Linked DNA regions of Ovis aries: region 2 is linked to region 1. The links are chromatin contacts, called in public Hi-C maps. All regions are on one chromosome and are shown on one strand. The core of a region is the stretch at or near the end of the contact, and the rest is flanking DNA. Distances in the headings are between cores, read along the strand shown.

The links. A called contact is a pair of places that touch in the nucleus more often than the background predicts.
Region 2: a Hi-C map of hypothalamus shows a contact between it and region 1, with 2.3 times the contacts expected there. The contact joins the enhancer-like site here to the promoter of KDM7A in region 1. A contact is called at or near these places in 2 of 16 Hi-C or Micro-C datasets (blood and hypothalamus).

What each region holds. Positions count from the first base shown.
Region 1 is chr4:105,028,410-105,031,109 of ARS-UI_Ramb_v3.0, reverse strand. KDM7A (lysine demethylase 7A) reads left to right here and starts at 1,315. Exons shown (of 17, transcript XM_060414895.1): 1 at 1,315-1,560. The coding sequence starts at 1,367. LOC105609820 (a long non-coding RNA gene) reads right to left here and starts at 1,095. Exons shown (of 2, transcript XR_001434620.4): 1 at 610-1,095.
Region 2 is chr4:105,075,079-105,077,778 of ARS-UI_Ramb_v3.0, reverse strand. No RefSeq gene overlaps it. Among named protein-coding and RNA genes, the nearest start is that of KDM7A, 47 kb to the right of the region's middle. Within about 2 kb of position 1,283, at least 19 of the 54 cell types and tissues checked have an H3K27ac peak or open chromatin away from gene starts, as enhancers often do.

The sequences.
Region 1 (2,700 bases), core at 66-2,565:
TTAGTTCAAGCCCAGCTCTGAGACTTTAAGCAAGTTAATTGCTTTCCTCAATTATAAAAAGGTTAGACTAGGTATCAGTGATTCTCTGCCTTGGGCTGAGATGGCAGTTACGGGTTTGTTTTTTTTTTAATCAATGATAGACATGCCTTCGAAATGTAGCTGTGAACATCTGTTCCCATAATTCCTATATATATATATATACACATATATATAATTTTATTGAAGTATAGTTAAATTACAATGTTCCATAATTCTTAACATCCAACTCGCCTAATTATGATACCAAGGCAATCCATTCCTATTGGATGTGTTAGCTGTTTTTATTATCAGTCTCATCATTCAAAATTATTTATTAGTGGCCTATTATCTGCCAAGTCCCGTATTACCGTTTTTCTAGCAGTCCCTTTCCGACGTGTCACTGTCACTTAGAACTTTATTACTGTTTTCCAAACTTGGAACTCATCTAAGTATTCGCATCTAAGTCGTGTTGTTTACAAGCACGCCAGATTCCTCTCCGGTCCTTTCTCCACCCACCACATTTCAAGACTGGTTCCTCTCCGCTCCCAGACATTAAATGAATTCCTCTCGGGAACAACCTCCTTCACCTACCAGTGGCTCCATCAACACTACATTCCTGGCTGGTCGGTGGGAATTCGGGTGGGACGTTTTTGGAAGTTGGAAGCACACTCCTGCCCCTCAACAGGACTTAAGCAGATCGTTGTGCTGTTAACCCTCGGCTCGGACCGGCGGAGGTTAATTGATTTAAGATACTCCAGGGGTCGGGAGATGGCCCCGGCGGGGCTTTAATTTCCTCGGGTCCCGGGTCCATGGCACAGACGTAGCGCGCCGCTTTCCACTGCGCAGGAACTTCCCCGGCCTCCGCGGTCACTCAGAAACGCCGGAGCCGGCCGTTCGCACGCACCCGCAGCCCTCCTCCCGGGGCCGCGCGCCCCGCGCCGCCGCGCGTGTCCTCAGGGAGCCTCTGCTTCCCTCCGCCTCCCTCGTCCCGCGTGCCCTTCAGCGAGTCTCCCTCCGCCCGGTCGACGCGAGCGGAGCGGGCGCGCGCGCCGGGCGGCAGAACGACGTGCGCGACACGCGCGGCCTCGCGCGGAGCGCCGGAAGGAGCCGGGCTCGGTCCCCTGGCGGCGTGCGCGCGCCGCCGCCCGCCGCCCGCCCCCTCCGGGCCCGGCTGCGGCCTCGCGCGCGCGCACTGAGACGCTGCCGCCGCCGCCGCCGCCGCCGCCGCCGCCGCCGCCGCGGCTGCTGCTCCGGCTGCTGCAGGAGGCGGCGCTGGCTGGCGGCTGCGCTCGCTCCAGTCTGCAAGCGGAGCAGCGAGCGAGCGTGTGTGTGTGTGTGTTTTTTAAAGATGGCCGGAGCGGCGGCGGCGGTGGCCGCGGGAGCAGCAGCTGGAGCCGCCGCGGCAGCCGTGTCGGTGGCGGCTCCGGGCAGGGCCTCGGCAGCCCCGCCGCCCCCGCCGGTGTACTGTGTGTGCCGGCAGCCGTACGACGTGAACCGCTTCATGATCGAGTGCGATATCTGCAAGGACTGGTTCCACGGCAGGTAAATAAACCCCCTCCAACCCCGCCGCCGCCGCCGCCGCCGGCCACCGGCCAACCGTCGCCGTCGCCGCGCCGGCCGCTCGCGCCGCCGGCCGCCCGGCCGCCGCGCCGCACCGAGCGCCCACGGGCCCGGGTGCCGAGCCCCCCGGCCCGGGCAGCGGGGCGCGCGGGGCCCCGGGCTCGCCGGGCGCCCGGCGGGCTTAGAGGGGGCTGGTGGGATCGCCCGGCCGGCCGAAGAGTCGCCACAACAAACGGGAACAAAGGGGACCGGCCGAGAAGTTGGCAGGGGGGGTACCGGGGCGAGGGGACGCGGCCGGGGCAGGCGCCAGCGGAGGCGGCGGGCGGAGCGCCGGCCCGGCCCGGCCCGCCGCGCCCGCAGCCCGGCCGCCGCCCCGCCCGGCCGGGGCTCCCGGCCCGGAGTCGCCACCCGGCCGACCGCCCTGCCCGACCGGCCACCGCTCCTTCCTTCCGGGCAGCGAGTGGTCGGCCCCGACCCGGGGGTCTCCAGAAATTGCCCTCCTCGCCTCAGCCGCCCGCCCGCCCGCGGGTCGCGGTCGCGCCCCCTTCCCCGGGCTTTTTATCAAACTTCCTCGGCCGTGGGGCGCTGGGACGGGGGCGTCGGCAGCGCCGGCCCGGCGGGGCTCCAGCGGAGTAAACAGAGCAACAGATGAGGAGGCACTTGCGGGGACTCGAGAGAGATGCCAGTCGGAAGTTCGGGCCGGGGGTCCCGGGCGGGACGGCGGGCGGCTCGGGTCTCGGCCCCCAGCCGCCGGAGCGGCTCAGCCCGTCCCGGCGGGGGTGGAGCGGATGGAGTGGGCAGCGGGGCCCGAAGGGACAGCCTCGCGCCCCCAACCCCCCGCGGCCGCCCCCGCGCCGCGGCTCAAACTTTGTTACAAAGAGTGAAACGTCCCCAATCGCCCGAGGGGACGGCGACCGGGGGCCGGCGACTGGGGGGCCAGCGCCCGGGGCGCCTGGTGCGGGCGAACTTTGGCCGGCTGGTGGGGACTTCGGGGCGGGTGGCGGGGGCGGCGAGCGTCGCCCTCTGCCTCGGCCGCCGCCTGTGTCTCGGGTTTGACGTTTGTGAGAGCTCGGGCCGCCCCCGCCGCCGAGCCGCCGACTCGTGTGTTTTGTAATCAAAGTG
Region 2 (2,700 bases), core at 34-2,533, 47 kb before region 1:
CCCCCTGCGCGTGTTTTTCATTGGCTGACTGCGGCTGGGATGAGGAGAGACGGCTCCTCTGAGGTTCACCGCCGAGAACCACTCAGGGCCGCTTGCGCCTTCGCCGCCCCCGGGTCCCCATCGACCCCTGGGAGCGCGCCTCTCCGCGCGCTCAGTCTGTCCCGGCTCACAATTCTAATCCTAGCCCAGCCATCTCCAGTCTCTGCTCAAATCGCCCCCTTTGGGAAAGGCTTCCCAGGTAAACTCAGCCACACCGGCCCCTTGGAAGACGTCTTTCTGGTCCTCTACTCGGAGGCGGAGCGTCACTCTCGGCGCCACGCGAGCTGTGCCTTTGTCACTTTCTCAGGCCCGCACCCGGCGGCGTTAAAACGCTTAGGCTTCTTCCTGACGCTTCCCCTTCCCGGAGAAGTGAAGAATGCTGGGGCGTAAATGCCCTGGGCCCCAGTGCACAACCGAATGAAGTGGAACATTTCTTTCAACACTTACAGAAACTGTTTTCTCTCGGCAGGAATAGCATCTCCAGCTCCTCAGAGCAAGCTTATTTTAACATCGCCTAGCTAGAAAACACGGGTGAGCTGGGGGCGCTTTCTAGCGGCTTCCCTTCTCCCGCCCCGCCCCCCACGCACTTCCCATCAGCCTGCATTGTTCCCCGAGCGGCGAACCCCGCAGCCCGGCCGGCGCGCCAGGGCAGCCCCCTCGCCCGGCATCAGCGGCTGCGGTTCAGGACACCCCTGAGCTAGCGGCGCGGAGGGCTTGGCGGGGGCGCGGGCGGGGCCAGCGCTGCCAATCACCGCGCGGCGCACGTGCGGCACGTCTGCGCATCCGGCCCCCGCCCGGCGCCGGCTCGGCTGGGGGTGCGGGGGTGGCGGTGGCTAGGGGTGCGCCCCCGGGTGACGTGCGCGGGTCTGGGGATGCGAGCGCTCGGGGGCCGGGGCTGCGTCGTGCTCTCGGGGATGGGAGCGTGCGGGGCGGAGGGTTTATCAGGGGTCTGGAAGGTGCCGGCAGGAGTGGCAGGGATGGGGTGTGAAGGCGCTGAGGGCGGGGGTGGTGAAAGGGGAAGCTTCTGAGTTTGGGGGGGCGGGGGAGTACGGGCACGCCAAATGAGTCTATCGGGGCACCCTGGGGCTCACATGAGGGTCCTCCGCCGCTCGCCCCCCCCCCCCCCCCCCCAACTCCCCGCGCCGCCGCTCGACCTCCCCCCTCCCCCAGCTGTAATATACAAGGGAGCTCCGGGAAACTGCCCGACGGCCTCAGCCTGCCTGTCGCTAGAATCTGGGCCACAGATAGGTGGAGAAGGGTGTGATGGCCCGCGCATCTTTCTGGCGGTAGCTTAGCCAACGGCCGGAGGGCGGGGAGGCGGGGCTGCAAATGCTGGATCCAAGGCAGGAGAAGGCAGATCTTTTTTTAGGTGCCTCCTTCACCATCGGACTCATACCCCAATCCCGGTCTAAAAAGGAGTGTTTTACTTCTGGCTGTGACTTTTAAACACAGAAGCATAGTCTATATAAGCCAGAGGACGGGAGCCCAGGAATCAGAGCTGTCGGTGTGGACTTGACCGCGGGCAGAAAGGAAGACGGGGCACTGCCTTCAGGCCCACTCTGCGATGGGGCTTTCTGGCTGCAGGGAACTTAGGAAGGCGAAGGACCAACATCCTCAAACAGCGGCATCTTCATTCTCGGGTGTCCTCTTTGGGTCCCAGGGAAGTCTGAATTGGATGCGAGAGGCAACTGGTTGGATGGAGCTGTACCTCGCTGTGAGGCCCCTGAGGTGTATTGCTGTTTACCGTCCTTGTAAGACTAACAGCTTCCGGGAGAGGAACTCCCTTTGAAGTGGGGGCCGCATTTCGGCTCTTCTGACTTCGCGTTGTCTCCTTTGATGTGGGGTGACGCCAGGCTTAGCAGAGACTGGCTACTGGGATCAAGAGATCAAACAGCGCTCCAAGTTCACCTCCACCGGGACAGACGTCTTGAGGGGCCGGTTGACATACTCTGGAAAGGATCTCACATTTTCCCCTTTCTCGTTGGTTTTTAACTAAAGCAGTGCATATATTTCAAATGTTTCGTTCAGTTCTCTATGTCTGTGAAATGGAAAGTCTTGGGCTAAAGTGCTCTACCTACATGGCTTCATTTAATCCTCATAACAAAGCTATTACATGGGTCTTATCCTCTCTTTGTAGAGAGAACTTGAAGGTCTAGGGCCAGGCAGCTGTGGGAATGAGCCCTCCTTCCTGAGCACCTCCTCACTAAAAGTTAATTGGGTGAATCAAACGAATCAAGCCTTACAAAACACAACAGTGCCTGGACCACAGTCTGCCCATGATGAAAGGTTAGCTGTTCTTTTCATCACTGTTATTACTACAAAGAAGAAGCATAAGGCTTCCCTCTGTTGCGTTGGCAAGTTCTAAAGGAATTGTAGGCAGCAGACCTGGTGAATTATTTTATTTATTAAACTCTTTCTGAGGGGGGCTGTGTAGCATGTGGGGTCTTAGTTCCCTGACGGGAAACTGAACCCACACCCCCCAGCACTGGAAATGCAGAGTCCCAGCCAGGGGACCACCAGCGAAGTCCCTTTGTTTTTTAAACTTTTTATTTTGTATTGGTGTATAGCCAATCGTGGTAGTTTGATGTGAACTGCAACGGGATTCAGCCATACATATATGCGTATCAGTTCTCCCCGAAACCCCCCTCCCATCCAGGCACC